Linked DNA regions of Zea mays: all the other regions are linked to region 2. Evidence: chromatin contacts called from public Hi-C data. All regions are on one chromosome and are shown on one strand. The core of a region is the stretch at or near the end of the contact, and the rest is flanking DNA. Distances in the headings are between cores, read along the strand shown. Region 1 holds the start of LOC100281398. Region 2 holds the start of LOC100283272. Region 3 holds the start of LOC103644142 (trafficking protein particle complex subunit 8). Region 4 holds the start of LOC542734 (glutathione transferase 5).

Region 1 (2,700 bases), core at 25-2,524, 220 kb before region 2:
CGGAGGACAGTGATGGATCCTAAAGACCATGGGATCCGCCCCTACGACGAGCTCAACCGGGTGAACTCACCTACGAAAAGGTTGGAATACCTCACTAAGCCCTAATGTATAGTCGAAGGTGATCAACTTCGTCGTATCGGTAATAGCAACAGGTCCACGTCTCCATGGGCAAGGACAGGAAGGCAGGCGCCAAATCCTTGCGTCGTACGACCACAGCAAGACGACAATCAACTACTCCAGATTCATCTGTCAGTGACTAAAGAGGGTACCAATTCTGATGTAACACGGAGACTTGCACCAATAGTATTGTGATTACCCCGTTGTAGGATTAGTAGTCAAAGATATAACTGTAGTTAGATCTAGCAATCCCCCGTTATCCCTATAAATACCTGTCCTGTAGCCATTCAAGACATACTTAACATACTTAACAAGATATTACACTCTCTAAGCCCACATTTCTCGTCCCAAGACCCACACAATCAGAAGCCATAACTGTTTAGGAGTTCTTATTACTTTTATCTATATTTACCCGCAGCTGGTAAATGTAAAGAGACGCAAGCGAATGGTTTTGTATCATGTATGTATATAATTTTTTCCTGCAAAGGCAAGTGCACAGAAACGCTATCCGTTAGACTGACCGCAAAGGCTGCCCCTACGCAGCCCCCTCCCCTTGCATGGCGCGTGCAGGGGGCGCTCCACGCGCGCAGCGGTGCCCCCTGCACCGCCCCCTAGCCCGTCGTCCTCCTCTCTCTCCCCCTCAATCTAGCGTGTCACTGTTCATCACCCTAAACACTGTGCTGTGGGTCCACGAGTAATTGTTAGTAGATAAAAAATTGATAGTTGGTATAGAAAATGATATTTTATAGTGGTAGTGGGGTATAGGGGAAGTATTTAGGGGGAACCGCTGCGAGAGATGGAAAAATAGGGGAAAATAGGGGGGAAAGTGATATAGGGGGAAAAATTTAGGGGTAACGATTGCGGATAGCCTTACGCACGGCACGGGCACGGCACTCGGCGCCGTACGGCAGGTCGGCAGCGGCGTCACTCTCTAGCCCACAGTACAGTGCGTTCACGCCTCAGTGACCAGGGCGCTGCGGTGCGGGGTAGTAGGGGCTGTAGCGGGGCATACGGCAGGGCACTGAGGGCAGTGCAGTGCAGTGACGCAGACGGCAGATCTGACACCGGGCCGGCCGGCCCCCGTACAAGCCTGCCTGCCGCCGCTGTCTCCCGCTACCCTCTGGCGGTCTGGCCCTCTGCCCCTACCCGCAGCGGCACCAGCAATCAGCTTCTGCCGCTCCGCAGCGCCCCGAGCGTGAGGAGAGAGACGGTGATACAGTGGCAGCGAGCTTGCAGCCGAGCAGCGAGTGTCCAGTCCAGTGTGCCAGCGCGTGCCAGAGCCGGAGAAAAATGCTGGCACGATTGTAGGAGCACGGGCGATGCACTAGGCGCGGGCAGCGTAGGGATAAGACAGCAGCACAGCAGCCGGGCCGATGGCTGGACGTGGCCGGCGCGCATGACCAGCAAGCAGCACGCCGGGGAGCACCAGCCGTTGCCGCATTCCAGCAGCGACAGGCACCGAGCCGAAAACCGCCAGGCGCCAGCCCACGCCGCCAGGCCTAGTGCTCCCTCATAAAAGCGTCGCATTCCTCTCACGGTCACGGCACTCGCCGCGCCAGCAGCCAGCCTATGAGCAGCGCTTGCGGCGGCGGCGGTTGTAGGGAATGGAGGCAGCAGCCGTGGGCGACGGCGCGCCAGCGGGCCGCTCCCATCAGGGCGCCAAGCGCGCGCGCGGCGGCGCCGTGAAGGGCAGCGAGACGGAAGCGGCGGCGTGGGGTCAGCCGCCGCCGCTCCCGCCGCCGCCGGGCCCGGGGGCGGGGTCCCGGATCTACCGCGTGGGGGCGAGCGGGGGCAAGGACCGCCACAGCAAGGTGTACACGACCAAGGGCATCCGCGACCGCCGCGTGCGCCTGTCGGCGCCCACCGCCATCCAGTTCTACGACCTGCAGGACCGCCTCGGCTTCGACCAGCCCAGCAAGGCCATCGAATGGCTCATCAACGCCGCCGCCTCCGCCATCGAGAAGCTCCCGGAGCTCGACCCGGCCGCCTTCGCCGCCCTTCCCGCGCCGGGCGGCGCGGATGCCGCCGGCAATGATAAGCAGCAGCAGCAGGGGAGCAAGTCCGCGGGCAGCAGCACGTCGGAGACGAGCAAGGGGTCCGAGCTCTCGCTCTCGCGCTCCGACGGCCGTGGGGGCGCCGCCGCGCAGGACAGGGTGGTCACCGTGGCCAGCACCTCGGCGCAGGCCGCGTCCTTCACCGAGCTGCTCACCGGGGTGGCGTCGGCCGGCGCCATTAGCGCCGGCGAACATAGGCAGTCGTGGCATCAGCAGCCCAACGTCTCCGCCGGCGCCGGCGCCGACCGCGTCGGCATTGCGCACAACGGGAAAGGCGCGCACGGGCTGTCGACGGCGACGCACGCCTTTTCTGGCCCCGCCGCCGCCAAGTTTGGCAATGCGCCTCCGTTCGGCCTGGTGCCGGCACAGCCTTTCGACTTCACCATCCCCATCGAGATGCCTCACTTCTCGCTCGGTCAGGACACTTCGGCGGCGTCCTCGTCTGGCGCCGGGGACTACAGCCTCAGTTTTTCCATGTCCTCGGGTTTCTTGGGTGCCAATAGGGGGACCCTTCAGTCCAATTCGCAGT
Region 2 (2,700 bases), core at 33-2,532:
TTGGAAAATTAAATCTCTTCGAGATTCTCGAAGATTGAGAGAAAAAATGAGCTAATTTTCCACTCAATCCTTGACAATATCAGAGGGGATATAAAATTTCAAACTAACCCTAAGGGCTAATTTGGTCACTAGATAATTAGAGGGGGTCTATGAGAAAGAATTACCTTGCTATTCAAAAGTGAACGAAAGGAATTGAAGTGAATTAATTCCATGGTCACCAAACCAGTACTAAGGGCCCGTTTGTTTCGTTGGAATTGAATTCAATTTTAATAATTATAATTTAGACAAAACTAATTAAGTTTATATATTTATATATATAATATATTTGTATATTATCCTAAATCATATGAGAGAGTTAGTTATATAGTATATTTATGTTATAGAGGTGCAGGTAGAAGAGTGTGCTATAAGTTATACATCGGAAAATTAGCATGTAAATCTATAGAATCAATTTCCATCTCTCACCCCATGAATTTGAGATAGGCTTATATGATAACTTTGGAAAGTGGTGGAATGTCATATTCTAAAAAATTAGCCTATTCCATTAGTAAGATTCCAATTCCTCGAAATGAAAGGAAACAAACGGGGCCAGGGATTGTTCGGTTATGTTTGGAACGAAGGGGTTGAATTCCTCCCTAATTAAAATTGAATGTAAGCGGATTTAATCTTTTTTAATTCCATTTGATCAAGACGCAACCGAATGGTCCAAGAAAATCCCCGGGGAAATAAGGACCGCTGCTAATAAAGAGAGTAAAAGTAGATCTTTTATTTTGTACATCTTGAGAGATTCTGATATTTGCTATCAGCAAAAAATAGGTTTGTAAAATTGTCATCAGACCCACATTTTATAGACTCAGCTGGACCCACAATTTATAGACACAGTGGTAATTATAACAAAAAGACGTGAGTGGCAAAAAATCAATTATCTCGTACATCTTCGGGGCATTCGCTTATCACTGCACAGTTTTTTTTTTTTTTTTTTGCTTTGCTAAAAAACAGAATAGTGGTTTGCGAAACTTTTCATCTGTTGGGCTCTGATCTCGAATTATCACTGAATGAGATTTTGGGGCCGAACGCTCTGACCTTGGGCCGAATTCCCGGCGCACCTAAAAAATCCCAACGCTACCAAACGCCCAAAAAAAAGCCAGGCCAGGCCAGGCCAGCGTGAAACGACCCAGTCCAGTCATGTTGACTTCTCCGCGTTCGACTCGGCTACCCGAAACTCCCTTGGGCGCCGAGGCGACAGCGGCACGCGGGCGAAGCTGCGTGGGCGGCTCGTTCGGCTCGGCTGGCCCTGGACGCTTCACCTCCCCCCTCTCTGTCTTGTCCGCTTTTGGTCGACCGCGGCCTTGGGCGGAGCAATCCAGGTGGAGTGGGCCGAGAAGCGGCCGCCTGATCGAGCCGAACCAACGGCCGACGCGGCGCACGCCATGGTAGCAGGTTCGTCGACGCCCTCCATGTCGGAGCCCCCTCTCCTGCCGTGCTTACGCGTGTCTGATTGATCGGCTGCGCGCGTCGCCGACTCGATCCGGCCGGTTGGTGGATCGTCTGGTCGCCGGGACGAGGGTGAGGAATCCGTCGAATTCGTGCCCAATTTCGGCCCGATCGGTGGTCGGATTGGGTTGGGAAGCTCCGCGGCGGTGGGCGTGTCCGGTCGGTTAGGCTTCGGTGCCGCTGGGGCTGGGGCTGGGTAGCGGTGCTTGGGGATACTATTGCTCCTGTGAATGTTTATAGGAAGGGCTCTTCTTGGTTTCGCGCCGAGAGTCTCGCCGGGCCTATTGCTAGATATGCTACTCCAGCCGGCCGTCGAAGGAAAATCGATGCGATTAAGATAAGGGCACGCGTAAAGACGAGGTGTCAGCCTTGACGGATTGTTTAGCTTAGGATGAACTTGCTGCCTTCCACGATGCCTTTTACCTAAGCCGTGACTCGTGGACTTCTGTGGTTTTAAACACTGATGCGCTTGTTGGGATCCTGTATTTCACGGAGAAACGGGATATGGTTATGAGCTTTAGCCTTGTGCTTGCTTTTATGCCAGGATTTCTCATTCTTTATATACTCCATTCGCTAGATGTAGGTAAGTCCATCTGAATCATTTGGTACTAGATGTCTAGTACTGGTGTAGATGTAATGTAAAACCTAGGGTGACAAGACTAATGTGTGTGTTGTATTGTCAAAAGTCATCAATATGTGCTTTGCAAGCACTAATATAAGCATTCTGGTATTTTGTGTACCTGTCCTTACATGTATTAGCGATGGATGTGGCATCTGTGATGTACATTGCCTACATATTGAGGAACCAAAATATTGAAGTCTCACCATGTTCATGGGCTTTGGTTACGCACATGTTGCGAATTCAATTAATGATCAGGCTTGAGGCCATCAGGGCTTGAACTAGTGCTTGTATTTTTTAGCACATTCCTCACTGTAGTTTTGTTTTCTTCTTAAGGAGGAACTTTATTTGACCCCCATTCTGTATTGTTTACTACTTCTGACCAAATATATAGGTAAAAATATTAATATTTATGACACCAAATAAGTATAGTATGAAAGTATATGGACAAACCCAATGTTGGAGCCTCCCATATGAATGGGGTCTGGGGAAGGAATAAATGAGGCAAGTCTTACCCTTGCATTTTGCAGAGCGTCGAACCCAAGGCCTTTGGCCCAGTGGAAAGGCACACCACTGCACCATATCTA
Region 3 (2,700 bases), core at 193-2,692, 240 kb after region 2:
GATACTCACATCAAATAACACAAAACAATGTCATGGATCCTCCGTGCTCCAACCAATGCCAAAATCTAGATAATCAAATAAAACATGAAAACAAACTTAACAACGAAGATTTACTAGGAGGCCAAGGTAGCAGAAGCAACAAACATTATCAAACACTAGAAATTGCTAGTCACATGTCACTATGAAATAACAACACCAAGAGGAAGACTAGAGAAGTTGTAAAAGAGGAAGGAAATGAAACATACATTAGAAATTCACGCGCACCTCCCAATATCTGAAAAGTAGTGTTGACATATAGATCCCACAATACAAAGACATAAAAAGGAACAATGACGAGGAGAGTTCAAACGACACATGGAGCAACGTATGCCAGGTCCAACATAAACAATCGATGCCATTTAATAGCTTTTGTAAGGAAAAAAATATTGCACATATATAATATTAGATACATGGCCTCTATTTCTCTCTCACCCAACCACCTTATTGCTCGGACTAGCCCTGCTTGACAACACATACTCCACTTTTTCCTTTCTTCATTTTTATAGTATGCACATATTCATATTCCAAGAGGATATGTGATTAGAGGTGGTAATGGATCACGATCCAAATATTTCTTCATAATCCTTTAGAGCACTAAATTAGTTTTAATTCAAAAATAAATAGAAATAGAGTCCGATCTTATTTGGATCCGATCCTTAAATTTTATAGTATAAAATTTAGAGCCTATTATCATCCCTAGCTATGAGCCTATGATTAAACGGACATGTACAAAAGCGCTTTGATGCTCACTAATAATGTCAGGAAAGGTAGCTTTTAATCTATTAGGCCATTCGGGAATTTTATGAGAGTTTCATTCTCATTAAATGCATGTCATATATGGAAGCATAATGATATGATATGTATTTTAACGAAGAAAGATAAGAGAGAGTTTTCTAGGAAATGATAAACAGAGAGTTCTATGTGGATGATATTTTTAATATATCGTTATCTAAATAAATATTGACGTGGCAAACCTTGAACACAGCTCGATAAAAGTATGTATCGACAATGACCTTAACTAGCATTTTTGAAATCATCTTATACACTATATTGAGCCAAAACGTGATACCTTCTCTGGGTTAGCCACTTATGCGATTAGAACAATAAAAACTGTCGCCATTTTTTAATAAACGAGCTGCTTGGATCATAAAATTATGAGCCTATTTGGTTCTCATGAGATTTTTTAGTCCAAATAAAAAATATCTCATAATAAATCAAACACATTGGATATTATTCCTAGAGTAGTGTGTTCGAATGTAAATGTAAAATCTATATCGATAAAATCTAGTTTCAGCTGAATTCTAGAATAGTACATTGGATTTTGTGCAAAATGAGATTTCAAAAATCTCAAGCAAACCAAACGCCATTTTAGAAAAAAAATCAACAAGACTAAGTGTATAGATGGCCTTTCAAGGCCCACAAAGCATCCCTTGAAGCCCAAGTATGGAAACCGTGCAGGCTGTGCTGTACGGCCAGTCGTCGACTCGTCGTCTTCTCTACCTGGCGCTCTCCCAGATCAGATCACCACCACCGCCCACCGCCCACCACCGCTCACCGAGCTCGCGGTCGCCGGAGATCACCGTTCTCCGGCGGCCCCGCGTACGCCGGTATCAGTAAAGGTTGGTTATCCACATCGAAACCCCAGCTCGCGCCTCCCACCCGAGTCAGTCACGCCGCTAAATTTGGCTCATCCGCCATTCAGACCAGCGCCGCTAGGGTTTTGGACCTATGGATCCGCTCCGGAGCTACCTGGGCCGGATCCTCCTCGAAGAGATCACACCGGTGGTGATGGTGCTGTCCACACCGCTCGCCGAGGCCGCCTGCCGTAAGAACGGCCTCAGCTTCGTCGACATGCTCTCCCCGTTCTCGCTCTTCAAAAAAATCGACGGTAACTGGCCTCTAAATGCTTGGTTTCAGATGACCCTGTGCTGTACTTTGTTTGCTTCTCGTTTGTTTTGGTTTTGTGATCTCATGGAGGGTTCTGTCTCTGTGCCCGCGACTGAGCAGTGCCCGTGCGGACGGCGAGCGAGGTTCCGTACAGGCTGCAAATGTTTAAGATCCGGATGGTTTACGCGTCCGACGTCCGGAAGGAGGACTGCGAGGTGATCCTCAAACATTCTGACGTTGCTATCCTAGGTGTATGTAGCTACTTCGGTGTTTGATGACCTCGATGTTTGGGAACAGGTGGCAGACGAGAAGATTAAGCCTGTAGTTTCTGAGGCCAATGAGAAGGCTCTTCCGGATTTGCTTTCAGACCCGCCTCAGGCTGAAGATGTACTTGGAAGTGAGATTCTGTGCTTTGCTTATATATAATGATAATATATGAATGCACTTTTCTAGGTCCTCTCCAATGAAGTTCACATTGCTGTGTTTCTCTGATAATTGGATTAGTGGTGAAGGGCGACAAAGATTTCTTTTTTCAGGTGGGGAAGCAGAGTAAGATAGGCAGCAGAAAACTAGTTGATTAGCCATAGAATTAGGAAATCAGTATATATTGCAAAATTAGAGTCGAACTACTATCGAACTATGTAAAGTTCTAAATAAAGTAGGAAAGTGACCTCAATTGATTACACAAGGTCATTTTGCTTGCCACTTCAGCATTGTTGTGCATGTTGTGGCGGCAGGGAAGTGCGGCCACTGGTGAGGCTTGCGTAGAGGTTG
Region 4 (2,700 bases), core at 93-2,592, 190 kb before region 2:
CTTTTGGAGTGCAGAGGGCAGTTGGGCCACTGCGCGTGGGCCCCGTCGCACGTGGGGTCCACGCGTCAGTGGCTCCTCCCCACGTCCCGTCGAAATGGAACGAGGTCGCATCGTTGTATCGCAAATGCCAAACGCTCAAGACGCGCTATTGGCGGCGACGAGTACTGCCAGGTGCCAGCGCATCTCGAAAGCACACAAGAACCAAAGCCGACGAACTGTGAAGACAACAAGAAGAAATTCATAACCATTTATTCGGTTGTGGTGTACGAGGCAACACGTACGGCGCTGCCACCGCTGACAATAGAAAATACAACGACGACGAACTCATGAACACGAACTGCTCTGCTGAGCACACTAAAACCAAAACTAGATTATTGGTTCGTCATTATTACTCCCGGCCAGCCACCGGCCGACCGATGGATGCTCTACTCGATGCCCAGCCTCTTCTTCATCCCGCAGACGAAGTCGTAGACCTTCTCGGGCGGGTAGAGGTTCTTGGCGACGCTGGGGCGCTCGGCGCAGCGCTTGGCCCAGGCGGCCAGCCTCGGGCACTCCTTCTCCACGCTGACGCCGCCGAAGCGGTCGTAGGCGAGGAACCAGGACGTGAAGGGCACGAGCGCGACGTCGACGAAGCCGAGGGCGTCGCCACCGAAGAAGGGCCCGTCGCCGAGCGCGCCCTCCAGCGTGCGGAGGATCTCGACCATCTCGGCGCGCGCCTGCGCCTGGCCGTCCCCCTTGAGCTTCCACAGCCGGGTGCCGCAGTCGTACAGCTTCTTGTCGACGTAGTCCGCCCAGAAGCGGGCCTGCGCGCGCGCGTAGGGGTCGGCGGGGAGCAGCGCCGGCGCCGCCTCCGGGAACGCCTCGTCGAGGTACTGCACGATGACGAGGGACTCGCAGACGGGGCGGCCGTCGTGCAGCAGCACGGGGATCTTCTTGTGCACCGGGTTGGCGCGGAGGAGCAGCTCGCTCTTGTTCCTCAGGTCCTGCTCCAGGTACTCGTAGGCCAGGCCCTTCTCGTCCAGCGCGATGCGGCAGCGCTGCCCGAATGGGCTCACCCAGAAGTCCAGCAGCTGCAGGCCCTGCTTCTTCTCCTCGGCCATGTCGAGCCTTTTCTTGTTCTCGCCTACGGCGTTAGCTACTTAGCTGCGTGTGTGAGGTGAGCGTGCACTTGTGCGGTGAGCAATGGCGGATCGATGCTAGCTGTGGAGGTGAGGATCGACGAGGGGCTCTTGCTTTATTTATAGGAACCGATAGCGAGAGGGTGGAGCAGAGCTTCAACCACGCTCGAGGAGGTTCCGGAAGTTGGTCTCCAGTCCAGTCTCAACTAGTCTCCCCTGTCTGTGGGCTGTGGCTAGTGCGTCTCGGCGGGGAAAAGTTCGCACGGGGATGCAAGCCTGCGGTGTCACGGGTGACGTCACGGCACGGTTTGCCTCTGTATCGTGAACGCGAACCGCGCCTGGCACGAGTTGCAGGGCGTGGTGGCCACAGAAGATCGGGACTGCCATCGCACATCCGGGAGGGCCGGAGGGGAGGACAGGATGTATGGGATGACGATAGGCGAGAATGGGAGATTGGATCCACGAGTGCTTCCATGCCCTGCCGCCTTCAGACCTGCTGGACCCAGAATGTGCAATACAAGTATGTAGATGAGTGGATCTTTCTAAAAGTATTATTTTTCAAATCAATCCTTCCGTCCTCTCTAAAGATTTTCAGAAAGATTATACAAACTCTATTTATTGCGTTGATTTTTTTACATCAATAATTTAGGCCGTCTTTGAAAGCAAAGCATTTCAAAACCATAGTTTCAGAATACTATGATTTTAAAATGTCATGACAGATCTTTCTCATGTGTCCCATCCGCTCGAAAGGAAAAAAAAAGTGAGCGGTATCATACGTCCCTCGATGATCCAGTTTATAGAGATTGATGAGTTACAAACGGGTAATCCGGGTGAAGCCCTGGTTCCTTTCGCAGGAGCCAAGCACGGGGTTAACTGGTAACCGTTCTCATACTTCATGGTGCCAACTCATTTACTGCCTCCATTCGATTGGGGCCAATGGTATGCTGCCTCTCTCCACGATAAACCATGAGTCAAGCGTCTCCTAAAACTCAAACGCGATCTAGGAACGTCCTTAGCGCTCGTGCACTAGGGTCCTAGCTGCTAGTGTGCCCACTTCCCCTCGCTCTATTGTCTCAGGAGCGACCGCGATTCCCATTGGGCCAACCTTCGAAGCCATTGATGCTTACCGGGACACGCTCCTTATCAGGCGGCCAAGCAGTAGCGGATCAGTCGTTCTTGGTTCGTTTCCTCGTCCGCTTTCTTAACACCAAGCCCCTTTTCCTACACAGCCATCGCTTTTCCGAAATTTTTATAAACACTATCCGTATAATTGGTTCCATGCATCTGCCAAGTATCTATAACCGCGGATACTTAAAGCATCTCTTGTTTGGTTTCATGCATGGACCAACTAGACTCTAGACATGCAAAACTTAGCTCCTAGCCAGGCTCTTTCGATGCGCGCGTGAGGAGCATGGCTGCAGGCACAGGCTGAGTCCACATGTGAGTCAGGGCACACGTTACTAAAATGTTTTATTGTATTTTTTCATCATATATCTTAGTTGAAATGTTTAATCCTTAAACCAATTTTAGATCTAACAGAACTAGACTACACTTACTATATAAATTATAAAGATTTATTTAT

The links. Hi-C and Micro-C count contacts between places; a contact is called where the count stands out from the background.
Region 1: a contact with region 2 is called in a Hi-C map of leaf, with 5 times the contacts expected there. The contact joins the promoter of LOC100281398 here to the promoter of LOC100283272 in region 2. A contact is called at or near these places in 8 of 25 Hi-C or Micro-C datasets (bundle sheath, ear, endosperm and 2 more).
Region 3: a Hi-C map of leaf shows a contact between it and region 2, with 7 times the contacts expected there. The contact joins the promoter of LOC103644142 here to the promoter of LOC100283272 in region 2. A contact is called at or near these places in 6 of 25 Hi-C or Micro-C datasets (bundle sheath, ear, leaf and 3 more).
Region 4: a contact with region 2 is called in a Hi-C map of leaf, with 5 times the contacts expected there. The contact joins the promoter of LOC542734 here to the promoter of LOC100283272 in region 2. A contact is called at or near these places in 2 of 25 Hi-C or Micro-C datasets (leaf and tassel).

Annotation. Positions count from the first base shown.
Region 1 is chr1:292,096,284-292,098,983 of Zm-B73-REFERENCE-NAM-5.0, forward strand. LOC100281398 reads left to right here and starts at 1,275. Exons shown (of 2, transcript NM_001154316.2): 1 at 1,275-2,700. The coding sequence starts at 1,722.
Region 2 is chr1:292,318,217-292,320,916 of Zm-B73-REFERENCE-NAM-5.0, forward strand. It overlaps LOC100283272, which reads left to right and starts at 1,283. Exons shown (of 5, transcript NM_001369528.1): 1 at 1,283-1,440. The coding sequence starts at 1,431.
Region 3 is chr1:292,557,196-292,559,895 of Zm-B73-REFERENCE-NAM-5.0, forward strand. It overlaps LOC103644142 (trafficking protein particle complex subunit 8), which reads left to right and starts at 1,443. Exons shown (of 29, transcript XM_008667340.4): 1 at 1,443-1,658; 2 at 1,742-1,927; 3 at 2,047-2,141; 4 at 2,224-2,323. The coding sequence starts at 1,768.
Region 4 is chr1:292,130,418-292,133,117 of Zm-B73-REFERENCE-NAM-5.0, forward strand. It overlaps LOC542734 (glutathione transferase 5), which reads right to left and starts at 1,343. Exons shown (of 1, transcript NM_001156414.2): 1 at 295-1,343. The coding sequence starts at 1,100. The coding sequence ends at 426.